Regions from separate parts of the Mus musculus genome. Here all the other regions are linked to region 2. A link is a contact called in public Hi-C data. All regions are on one chromosome and are shown on one strand. The core of a region is the stretch at or near the end of the contact, and the rest is flanking DNA. Distances in the headings are between cores, read along the strand shown.

What was found. Hi-C and Micro-C count contacts between places; a contact is called where the count stands out from the background.
Region 1: a contact with region 2 is called in a Hi-C map of the N1E-115 cell line, with 3 times the contacts expected there. The contact joins two enhancer-like sites. A contact is called at or near these places in 3 of 484 Hi-C or Micro-C datasets (the N1E-115 cell line, embryonic fibroblasts and embryonic stem cells).
Region 3: a contact with region 2 is called in a Hi-C map of the N1E-115 cell line, with 4 times the contacts expected there. The contact joins two enhancer-like sites. A contact is called at or near these places in 2 of 484 Hi-C or Micro-C datasets (the N1E-115 cell line and myocytes).

What each region holds. Positions count from the first base shown.
Region 1 is chr2:9,572,436-9,576,643 of GRCm38.p6, reverse strand. No RefSeq gene overlaps it. Among named protein-coding and RNA genes, the nearest start is that of Gm13218, 18 kb to the left of the region's middle. Within about 2 kb of position 2,308, at least 38 of the 459 cell types and tissues checked have an H3K27ac peak or open chromatin away from gene starts, as enhancers often do. A contact at or near this core is called in the N1E-115 cell line, where this site is marked.
Region 2 is chr2:8,689,756-8,694,148 of GRCm38.p6, reverse strand. No RefSeq gene overlaps it. Among named protein-coding and RNA genes, the nearest start is that of Gm30957, 250 kb to the left of the region's middle. Within about 2 kb of position 2,683, at least 6 of the 459 cell types and tissues checked have an H3K27ac peak or open chromatin away from gene starts, as enhancers often do. A contact at or near this core is called in the N1E-115 cell line, where this site is marked.
Region 3 is chr2:9,619,241-9,623,279 of GRCm38.p6, reverse strand. No RefSeq gene overlaps it. Among named protein-coding and RNA genes, the nearest start is that of Gm13218, 28 kb to the right of the region's middle. Within about 2 kb of position 2,494, at least 86 of the 459 cell types and tissues checked have an H3K27ac peak or open chromatin away from gene starts, as enhancers often do. A contact at or near this core is called in the N1E-115 cell line, where this site is marked.

The DNA.
Region 1 (4,208 bases), core at 1,059-3,558, 880 kb before region 2:
GAATCAAAACTTAAAAAACACACTTACTTACTTCATACTGAATTTATTACTATGTCATATGTCTTGGTTTCTTCAGTTTCCTCTGGAATATCTTTTTTTTTAAATATTGTTTTTTGAGTTTATAGTATAATTACCCCATCTCTTCTATCTTATATACCACCAAACTTTCTCTCCCATGTAACATCCCTTCCTGCTCTCTTTAGAGGCCTCTTTTCTTTAATTGCTTTACACACACACACACACTCACTCATAAACATAACTACAACATGTTCAACCCATTTACACTGTTACTTGCATGTATGTTATCAGGGTTGACCACTTGATATGGGATTTCTTTTTACCCCCGAGCATCCTCTTTTTCTTGCTTAGGAACACTTCCTGTGTCAGTGAGGATTGTCCCAATATGGCAGGGGGTGCGGGGTCTGTGTATAGGTTGATCTGATGCTGTGCTCTATGAATTCAATTGCGCATCTTGAGTGTTGTGTTCACCGGAGAGATGTTCAATGGCTCGAGCATGTATACCTAAGTCCTTAAGTTAAGATTACTCTGAAATTCTGCACTCTTTTAGGGCCACCAACTCTCTGTCCAGCCCTACTAGTTAGCCTAGGGAACACCAACTCTATTCTACTGTCAGAAAGAAGGGTTTTTAAAGTGCCATCTTTCAGATACTTGATGGCTTTTTAGACACGGGTGTTCTTGATGGCCAGAACGGTTTCCTGAGTGTTCTTAAAGTGACTAGGAGGATTTGAGCCTTCTGTTTTGCCTGATTTTGTAGGGTATTCTGGGTCAGGAGACTAACTAATCATTGCCATAGTCACCTCTGGTCACTTACAAGAAAGGGTATTTACATAATCACTGACTTATTTTTTAAATTATTTCACACATTTTCACCTCAGAGAAGTTCTAACCTTGAACTCTAGGATTGTGGGCCCTTGTCATTTAGCTCTGGGACAATTCACATGGTTTTTGCTTTGAGCAAGGTTTTGAAGTCGTTTCTGAAAGGGGAATCGATAACATAAGAAGGTTTTTAAACGGCAGAGTATCACTGAACCGTAAATACTAGTTTAAACTTGGAGCTCGGCACGCTAATATTTATTCACCTGAATGGGAACCTTTGGAGGAAATCCTTTGGTCAGCACAGGCGTATGATCCAACAGAGCCCAGCACTTAGACTATCAGTCGCTCTGCAACGATTGTCTACTGCTCTCTCATTAGTTCTCATTACAAACTAGTCAGAGCTCCCTCTTTCTTCTTCCTGCCCTTTCGTTCTCTCTTTTTAGACAGGAGCACATGTGGTCTGACTGACCTCTAACTCCCTATGTACTAGAAGATGACCTTGAACTTATGATCTTCCTGTCTCTAATTCTGAGCACCAGTGTTATTGGTCATGTCCAGTTATGGTTCTAGAGATCAAGCCACATCCCCCCAGCACACCAGGCAACTGTTCTACCTACAGAGGCCTCTATAGGCCCCTCGCTGATTCCTTTAGCTTTGGTTGGGCTGGGAGATGGTGACCTTGGCCCTCTTTAGAAGCAGCTGATTCTTTCTTCCCTTGAAGGCATCATTGAAGGAAACCTTGACTATGGCCAGCTGTGCGTCTTGCTGCATTGCAAGTTCATAAAGAACTTGAGGTGGCTTTGTTGGTTATGTATTTGTAGCTCTTTCCAGCTGTCCATTCCTTCACTGGGAACTTATTAACTCGAAGACAAACAGCGGGCCTTTTTCAGAACTCAAGCCCTCTCTACCAAACTAGTGTGAGTGGCACTTCTCATTCCCAAAAGTGGTCAAGACTACTGTCTACAGACTTGTAGGGCCTCATGGGCACCAGCGTTTCCCCAGCCTCTGTCTCTTAGGTTAGGCAACAAACCAGGGCAAGGTGAGCTTGGTTCCTTCTGATTGAGCATATACGTTCCCTCATGGCAGGTTTTAAAAGGATCTTCAGTATTGCAGGCAAACAGGGTTTTTCCATCATTTAAAAAGGGCTCATTAGACTCTGCAAATTGATGCAGCTCACAGAACACGGAGAGGGTCTGGGTTCCCACATAAATTAGCTCCATTTCTGCGAGATGAAAAATGCTTTGGCCCCAACTGCCAGCACTACAAACACAGCCCGGCTTGGAAAAAAACAAGGTGTGCCCACTGTGCCTCTTACATCACCAGCAGCCATAAAAGCACCGTAATTAAAACTGAGCTGACAATTTGCTTAATGATGTGCGAGGCAGGGGAGGAGACTCCAAGGAGGGCCCCCGAGTGTGGTTGGCTGGCGTTTCTGCCATTCCAGCCTCTGCAGCTTAGGCAGTGGCAGCTACCAAGATTCTGTTACACTTGAGAAAGTGGTGACTCATCTGAGAGACCTCAGGGAGGGCAAGGAAGCCAAGCCACAGCCTTGAAATCATCAAGACTCTTTTCACCATAATGAGTTTGTGTGAGGGAGAAGGTACTTAAGGTGTTCTGGAACCATCCATTTATAATTAGCCAGGTAGAATTAAAAAAAAAATTAAACGATTCTTCACAATATAATGTAGGCCAATTAACAATGTAATTGGTTTGCTACAGTAACATGAGGGAGGATTTCTAACCCACTCTTGCCTCAGATTTACTATTATTATATAAGGAGAGAATCTTTTAAAGTCTGAGAGGCATTAGAGTTCAATTGGAAGGGACACAGTGTTGAGTGCCCAATGTGTGGATAAGCTCTCTAATCCAGCAGTCAGCCAAACGTCTTCTTTGACCCTTGACCCTATCATTTCATGACCTACAAAATGAAGGGCCCACCTAACTGCACTCTACATTTGAAAACTTTGGTAGCATTCTAGAAAGAGCCAATTAGATAGTTGTTCGGGTATCGGGATAAACCATTGTGGTAGACATCTCTTGAGTTACTCTTGAATAATTTAAAGGTGCATTTCTTAAGTACTCTTCAGCTAAAAATGCGATTGAACAGTGAATATCAGGAGACATTTTCCTGAAACATGATAAAAAAAAGTTTATCCTTGTGCCATTTCTAAAGGCCAAGAAAAGCAGTGTACATTTGTAAACATCTAAATCAAATAAGTTCTTTCATGGACTCCACTCTCCAGCTAAATTGACTAGAAAGTAAGGGGATCATTTGTGCCAACTTCTACCTTATGAGGGGAACTTAAAAGTTACAATCAATATTGGATAATGTCTTAGGCAGGCAGGAGGCAGCTCTTAGGATCAGACACTCACAATCTGGCCCTGTTTTGAAATCTCTAAATAATTGTATGGTATCAATTTATCAGAATGGATTTCATTCAGGCCAGAACTAGAACTAAAGGCATGCCTGTCTCATTTCAGCTGGTTTATTTCTTTGGGACAGTAGCTGGTCCTTGAAACTCATGAACTTAGAAAACTCTGTCCTCCGGTGGTTTCTGAGACATTGCAAATCTCCCTGAATGAGGTTCCCATCAAGGCACATCTGGCTAAATACAACCCCAGGGCAAAAAAATACATCTAGAGTAACTGGGGATATAAGACAAAGTTTTTATTCACCCCTCATGCAAATTGGGGTCACACCGGATGAGATCACCAAATAGCCAATGTTCCCTAACTCTTCTCCATCACCAAGGCTGGGATTTTCCTTTATTAATTGAGATGCTACACGTGTCCTAAAACTGTATCAGATGTGAAAATCCAGTCATGGTCCACGTCTTGATAATCGTCTTATATAGTACATTGCTTTAATTTCATTTCCTCAGCATTTAAACTGTTTCCTAAGGGGATTTGTGATTCTCTTCTGTGATTACTGTTTACCTTGGATTCTTTTTGTTTAATTTATAGCGTGATGGCAACTAAGTTAATAAATGTGCTTAGCAGAGCAAATCAATTAAGATGATGGTTTCAGATGATGGTGACTGGTTGAAAGTACAGGAAAGGAAAAGGATACATTTAGAGACAAAGAAATTTTGATTAAAAAACCCAGTATGGTTCTTGATGAGTGGAGTGGCTTAGGTAAGTTATTTAATGCCTCTGAGCTTTAATTTTCTTATCCACAAAACAGGAGAAATAAAATAATAGTTATTAATCATTGTGTGAGAATTATGTAACACATGACGAGAGCAATGGCAGCTGTTGGGAACATGCTACATGTTAGGCACCCACCGTATTGCTGTGGTAAACAATTTGATTCTCTCTCTCTCTTTCTCTCTGTGTCTGTCCTGCCTTTCTTTCTTTTCTCCTTTCTTCCT
Region 2 (4,393 bases), core at 1,434-3,933:
CTTCCTTTCCTCACTCCATTGTCCAGCTGCTTTCTAGACTTGAAGGTTGTACTACCTAGCCTATTCAACAGATGCCTGAAAACTTGTGCAGCTACGGAATTGGGAAGAATTCTACTCTGTGTGGTGTGTCCATGCTGCCGTTAGAGAACATGCATGGTCTTGTTTTTTTCTAAATGCTGCTCTCATTCAGAAGTCTCAGAAACCAGTGGTACAGCAATAGGAATATAACAAAAGGCCTCTGTTTCTACGGTGTTCTCCTGTGTGAGGTTCCCAGAATGATCTCTTCTCAAGACTAGAAGTGGATCTTAAAATCCCCCCATAAATACCAAGTGTATTAATTTAGCCCTCTAATTCCCAAAGCATACAACAAGGCAGAATCCCTTTCTTTGATTTCAGAGGATTTGCTCATGGAAGGGTGAGCAGGTGGGATGTGCCTTCCTTCGTGGCAAAGCATCAGAAAGCAGGGAAGGGAACCAGAATCACGAAAACCAGGCAAAACACACCTGTGGTGACCTATCTCCACTAGCTAGGTTTGATTTTCCAAACACTCTCTAACCTTCCAAAACAGTCACCCGTTGGGCACCAAATTATCAAAATTATTTACTTATGGAGGACATTTTAGTTACTAATTATAGCATCAGGCCATGCATTTCTAGATTTGAAACAACCCACTTTTCTTTTTCCTTTTTTCCCCCCACTAGTAAGATTTTTAAAAAAAAGGTTATTATAAACAATATGAACTAACCAGTACCCCCAGAGCTCCCGTCTCTAACTGCATATGTAGCAGAAGATGGCCTAGTTGGCCATCATTGGGAAGAGAGGCCCCTTGGTCTTGCAAACTTTATATGCCCCAGTTCAAGGGAACTCCAAGGCCAAGAAGTGGGAGTGGGTGGGTAGGGGAGCAGGACGGGGTGGGGGGGTGGGGGGGAGGGTATAGGGAACTTTAAGAATAGCATTTGAAGTGTAAATAAAGAAAATATCTAATAAAAAAAAGAAAAAAAATCGCTATGTTTGTTTACATTACAAATGTTATCCCCCTTTCCAGTTTCTCCTCCAGAAGCCCCCTATACCCCCCCTGCCTCTATGAGGGTGCTCTCTCACCCTCCCACTCACCCCTGCCTCAGCGCCCTAGCATTACCCTATGCTGAGTCATGGAGCCTCCACAGGAACAAGGGTCTCTTCTCCCATTGATGCCAGATAGGCTATCCTCTGCTACATGGTCAGCTGGAACCATGGGTTCCCCGTGTATACTTTTTGGTTTGTGGGTTAGTCCCTGGGAGGTCTTGAGGGGAGGGGGTCTGATTAGTTGATATTGTTATTCTTCCTATGGGGCTGCAAACCCCTTCAGCTTCTTCCGTCCTTGTCCTAACTTCTCCATTGGGATCCCTGTGCTCAATCCGATGTTTGGCTATGAGCATCTGCTTCTGTATTGGTCAGGCTATGGCTGAGCCTTACAGGAGACAGCTACTCCAGGCCCCTCTCAGCAAGCACTTCTTGGCATCAGTAATAGTGTCTGGGTTTGGTGTCTGCAGATGGGATGGGTCCAAACAGCATGAGCATCTCAGCGGCATGGGTCTCAGTGGCCAGATGTGTCTGTGTGCATATACTAAATTCTGTAGCAGGCAGTTGTCATTGAGAGTCTACCTTTATGTCAAAAGGCTGCAGGAAAAAAATGATGGAAACAATTGCCTGAAGGTGCAATCTTGAAGGTCTGGAACAGTGACTCATGATGAAATGCCACAGATGACCTGCAGTTTTACCTGAGACACGTTTCCACCCCTTACTTTCCCGCAACACACGCAGTGGAGTAATGGTTTTCATTTACAAAGCCTTTTTTTCATCTAATGTACAGGTTGTTTGTATATGTCTATTCGTTTTTAATGCCCAGTTTCCTTAAGGCATTCTGGTTACAAGAAGTGTTCACTTTTTAAAGCAATGGCCAGTCCTCACTGCCCCGGCATGTTCTTTAAGCAATGGCCATTTTTCCCTGTGCTTGTCATGATCTTTAAGCAATGGCAAGTCCCCACTCTCCTCCTGCATGGTCTTTAAGCAGTGGTCAGTCCTCACTGTCCCCTGTGTGATCTTTAATCAATGTTCAGCCCTCTTTGTGTTAAATGTACTCAAATCCTCCAGTTTCCCAACTGAAGAGCAGACTCTAATGATTAGTTAAGAAATGCATTCAACTTAATTCAGATTTTATTCTCCCCTTAAGTCCCTTAGCTGAGCTCTCTTACTTCGATTTTTCAGAATTAAAGAAACCCTCATTTAAAATGAGCTTGTGCACACAGGGCATCTGTCTGTCACCAAAGGCAAAGAGCATCTTTCAAATATAATGGGGACAGGAGTCATCAACTCTAAATCTGATCTGCCCGTAATTCAATTAAATCATTACATTCTTGTCTTTCACTGATTTGTCTTGCCTACCGAAAACCATGCAACAAATGTGTTAAATGTTCATGTTTATATAGTGTGTGCATCTAAAGAGAAAGAAAGAAAAAAATCATTTAATGCTAAAGAGGAGAATATATTGTTGATTTTTTTTTTTAACAAATGGCTGGGAGGGTTATAATGTATTAGTTTTTTTTTTTCTAGAGGTAATCTTAGATGGGGAGTGAATGAAGGGAGGTCCGTTATCAGTCCATAACATCTGCTGCAGTGTCAAGTGATGAAATGGGTGACTCCGGAGCCCAAGACAGCTGGGACGGATTTCTTAATGCAGGAGGGTATTGTGCAAACAAACAGGCCCTGATACGGTCTATGGTTGTCACAATTATTCAGGCTGGTGATACATCTTCCAGTATTAGCTGCTTGAGCAGTCTTATTTCTTTTAAAACTAAACTACTATATAACAATTGCCATCCTGGTCTGCAAGTCAGTGGAAACAAATAAAATAAATACACCAGGAACAACAACAACAAAAATAAATAAGTAGAAATTAAAATTTATCACTGGAGCAATAAACTGTAAAGCTGACGTCGGATGAACAGGGCAAGACAAACCACCTACAACAATGACCCGGGAGGGAACAAACAAAGCCTGATCCCAAACCTGACTGAAATTAAAGCTCCAAAGGAGGAGCAGTTTTTCTCACCCTTTGTTACATAAGTGGCCCGGGTGTCCTTCAAGCTACAGATACATAAGTGCTGGTTTGGATACCTAATTTCCATTCATGCTACTTTTAGGCTTGTGGCTTGTGTACAGTATCATAGCCATGCCTAATTAGAATGATGGAGCTTCTCTAACAGGTAAAGATTCTATAAAAAGAAGAAATGAAATAATTTGGAAATCACTATTTACATACATGAAAAATGCTAATGGGTTTAAACATAAATCGAAGAGGAGTTTCCCTTACATAGGCGTCCTGGTAAATACATCAATATTGAGGAGGAACTTAGAAATTGTACAGCTGACACCCAATTCAGATATGATGCAGCATACAAGAATACAGCCCAGCTTTGGATCTGATATCTGAAAACTGCTGTAAGAATTATTTAGGTTTTCTGTGCCTTGGAATCAAAAGTCAATAAAAGAAAGGAGGTTGCTGGGGACAGTTCAGGGTGTAAAGGCTTGCCTGGCAAGCATGAGTTCAGATCCCCAAAACCCACATAAAGAGACGTGACTTGTATCTATAATCTCAGCTCTGAGAGTTGGGGGGGTGGAGAGTAGGGACTTCCAAGACACTCATGGGACTCCTAACCTGGTCTAAATGCTGAAGTCCACGCTGTTGTAGGACCTTATCTCAAGCAAACAGTAGAAGATCTTCAGGACTGAAGGTTGTTCTCTGACCAGGACATATGCACTTTGCACAAATGCACATTTACCAACACACACACACACACACACAGAGAGACAGAGACAGAGACAGAGAGAGAGACAGAGACAGAGAGAGAGAGAGACAGAGAGAGAGACAGAGAGAGAGACACAGAGAGAGAGAGACAGAGACAGAGAGAGAGACAGAGACAGAGACAGAGACAGAGAGACAGAGAGAGAGAAGAGAGAAGAGAGAGAGACAGAGAGAGAGAGAAAGAGAGAGAAGAGAGAGAGAGAGAGAGAGAGAGAGAGAGCGAGCAAAGAATCATGAACCCTTCACTCTGAGCAACTCTCACAATAAAGCATGTGTGCGAAATAATAACCGAGTAAATTAAAATGTTTCTAGAAACCCAAGTGTATTTGATTCTGAGCTCATTTTGGTCAGGCTGCCTCTGTCTTTGTCACTTATATATCCAGGGTAGTATTAGAAATGATAGTATTAATAGTAGTATTATTTTAGGAGAAATATCTTCAAAATAAATGTGAACAGAAAGATTGAATCTGTGTCACAAATGCTTAACTGAGACACTGGTTCTTTCAAAAAATCAGAAAATAAGCTTTTATTATTTATTTATATATTTTT
Region 3 (4,039 bases), core at 1,245-3,744, 930 kb before region 2:
ACAGGTGGGAGACCTGATCTTCCAATCTCCTGGGGATTCAGGTTTTTATTTTCTGAGATTCCAATCAAATTAGTTAGAGGTTTTTATATGCTAACAAACCCCAACTGTGTCAACAAATGACAACAAAGTAATGCAATAGCATTTTGGAATGAGCAGAAGATAAAATAATTCAATTAACAAACAGGAAGTGTTGAGGTTTTTTTTTTTTTTTTTTTTTTTAGATTTTATTTTTAATTACGTGTACATATGTGTGTGTGGACATGAGTGCAGGTGCCAAGAGAGATCAGAAGAAGACACGGAATCTCCTGACACTGGAGCTACCTGTCATGCGTGTTGGCAACCACAGGTCTTCCTCTGTCTCAGAGGAAAGTCTCAAAGCCACTACCTTCCAGCCTAACATCTTCAGGGGCTGGGAGTTTAGATGTGCATCATCAAACCCAGCATTTGGGAAACCTCCTTGTCATGTGCTCTGTGGTATTAGCATCACAGCAACAGTGTCACCGATCGCCTCTATATTTAATTAAGAAACAAGTAGTCAAGTAGTGATGTTAATGTTTGTGTGTCCTAACCAAATCCCCACACAGTTATTTTTAGTGTCCTCATGTGGACTCCAAGGCATAGCAATTCTGCTCATCAAACATCAAATCACAAAGACACACCACACGCTGGCAGTGAGGAGGAGCCTCTAACTGTGGCACTTGCTAGGGAAGAATGTTTGTGTTCCACCCAAGGAATCCCTGTAATCTTGTGATGCTGAGACAAAGAAAGTGAATCTTGTGCAATATAGGTAATAATAATACACCCTGTGGTATTGGGCAAGACAGGGGAATCTCACAAGCTCCACCTGCCAGGCAGAGCCAGGGGCAAGGAGCTCCGCAGAAAAGGTCCAGGGAGCACAAATAGCCCAAAGGGTGGGCCAGTGGATCCCCCTCAAGTACTCAAAGTAGCCATTTCACTTCTTCCTGGGTTAGGTGGTGACTGGAATTGTCTCTCTTGCTTTGCATGTGGACTTGCATTTCACTGGTCTGGTGACTCTGTTGTCTGAGTCTGCTTTCAGAATTCTCAAGAAGTCTGGGACTCTGAGTTGATGTTATGACCAAAACAATCAAATACTTCCCCTGAATGACCTGTGTATTAGACCCTGCATTGTATGCATGCATGCATGCATGTGTGCATGTGTGCATATGTATCTGTGTATTTATATGCCACACGTATTCTGAAATATGGGCGAATAAAATCTTGAGTCTTTCTCTCTCTCTCTCTCCCTCTCTAAATGGAAAGAATTCAAACAATTTGCTAACTTTTCATGGCTTGCTTTGACTGTTGCATGACTTTACCTTTGACTGTTGCATGTTGAAAGTTGCACCATACCTCATAAGAAAGACATTAACCTTGGAGGTGACCATGGTCATACACTTCCTCCTTCAGAGGGACTTGAGTAGTTTTTGATGAATTGATCTCATAGTCTTCCTATCCTGGCTTATAAAAATGGAAAACAATGTGGTTTTCTGGAAAAATAAATTCTATGAAGCTAGTGGAGCACACCTGTGTTGTTTTCTGTGGAGGTCACATGAGAAGGACAGAAAAGAAAGGCTCGCTTCTCCATTCTCCCAGGCTTTCTTCAGAGAGGAAAAGGAAATGCTCGAGAGCCATTATTTTGACCAGTGGGTTATTTTAATATTTGCCACTTTCAGGGTCTGCACAAGAAAATCAACTCATGAGTCTGGAATGTTCTTTGCCCAAAAACTGAGGCCACAGCGTAATCCTCCCCTGAGGTGAACCATGCCGGTCTGGTGGAGCTCAGTACTTCTATAAAGCTCTACATGGCCCCAAGGTGCGTTGATGGCCAAGGTTACTCTCTCCTCCAAGTGAAATTCTTCCAAATCACTTGTTGACTGTTTACAGCCGTTCAACGATTTTTGTGGCCTGGTCATAAAGATTGACGACCAAAGCTTCCTTCTTTGTGCTGGGGGGAGATTTTTGCTTTTATTTTTCCTGGCTTCCCTTGATTTACTGATTAGATATGTGTTCAGTGCGGTTGCCAGCTGGCTGAGGTAGCAATAGCAGGGGTTGCAACGCCCCCAACCTAGGCTCTGGTGAATCTACAGCAGCTGGGACTGAATGGTGGGATCCCATTTGCTCTCGGTTTAGAAAAGATGCCTCCTTTCTCTCCTTGTCTCTACATCAAAGGGCAGGCTTGTCATGTGCTTGTGTTCCAGCCATAATGGTCAGTCCTCTGAATGCAGCTTCAGGTGTTAACACAGGCCTTCCAGTGGGCAAGCCGTCAGCTGCTCTCACAGAAAGTGTCACGAGGCTGGCAGCCAGGCACTGAAGCAGTTTCTATGTCGTTGCTAGGGATGCCACATTAAATACCCAAATGCTCTGTGTACAAAATGAGGAAAAAGTGACATTCTGCCTTCCCCTGTGGGAGTGGAATACGTGATTCACAGGCCTTCTGCAGCATTAATCAGGCCTTGTTTACATGGAAGGGAGCCAAAAGAGCGAGAGCCAAGAAGGTGTGTTCGGAAAGCCAAGCGGTGATGTCATCCGTGCAGAGCAGCTCCGGCAAGCCACTCGCTCCCTTCGATGCCTTGTGCAGAACCGCAGGAGCAAATCCTAGTTAAGTGTCTCAGGAACACCAAGGTGCTTCATCCCGCGCTTGAGATTTACGTGGCTCTTATTATGATTTGTTTGCCAAATAGTAGAACATCATCACCTGTGACTATCCCAGGCAAAACGTCAGCCTCATCTACTGGGAAAATGGCAACAAGAGAGTCTTAGACAGTTGTAAGGCCACCCTTAGCTACTGTGAGGTGAGTCTCCATGCAGACTTGACAAATAGACTGTTAGTAGTAATCACATATCATCAAGATTTTTTAACTGGATAGGATGATTGCAGAAAGCAAAAGCTTATGTATCACAGACTTAGCTTGAACCCCGTACATAGCTGAGGATGTCCTTGAACTCTCGATCATCTTGCCTCTCCTGTCGCGTCCTGGCGTTATAGGTGTGGACTACCATGCCAGGTATATGTAGTGCTGGGGACTGAAGCCAGGGCTTTCTGCTAAAGCTTCACCCTCAAACCTTTCTCATTATTTAAAACAATTCAGACATCAGCTATTACGTTCTTTCCAGTGGAGAAGCTGATCTGATGTCTACAAAGACAATCAAGTAAGAACTCGGGTTTTGAATGCCAATGAAATAAAGTGGATATTTCTGTTTGAAGTGTTGCCTTACTTGGGCTATCGTCTGTGAGTATTCTTCCATTCTTCCCTTCAATGTGGATCCTATACATTCTACCCTTAGTGGAGTTCATGTGTCAAGCCCTGAATTGTTAGGTATTGAGGCCACTACTCTGAGTGAATGGACATTCTCCTTGTCATGATGGAGTTTAGTCGCTATAATTAGTCACTTTAGTCAAGTCTCTGTGTTGGGGACAGTGGAGCTTGGGTATTTAAGCAGAGTTCCCAGTGCCTGAATTAGGGCCGTTGCCTTTGGAAGGATGCTCTTTGTATTCTTTTTTTTTTTTTTTTTTTTCAGTTTAAAGCTCAAAGGCTTCAAGTTGGAGTCCTCTTCTCTTTTAAAGGAATGCTAAAAGGGTTGAAATGGAAGATACTGTTTTTAAAGAAAAAGCCAACACGAAGACTGGCAATGTAGCTCAGTGGTAGAACACCTGCCTACATACATATCCCTGCACTGGGAAACAAAAAAGAGCCAGAGAAAACAACAATGATCCTGAAAGAATCTCGCTCAAGTCCTCCTTGAATAGTTAACCAATTTGGTTTTACTTTGCACACAATCATTTAGGTAAATATTTTATGTAAATGAGAACATTTTATGTAAAATGAGCAAAGGGCATTGTTTACTTAGCCAGTGAGTGTAGGCAGTGAAAGAATTGCTTCTCGCTTCTCTCCTGGGTTCATTTCTGTTCACAGGACAGCAGAGAAGCTCTTGGTTCTGTCAGGCTAAGCTCAGTCAGTGCAGTAAAGGCTTAGATAAAATAATGAAGGAGCCTATTGGGAATAGCAGGAGCACATGG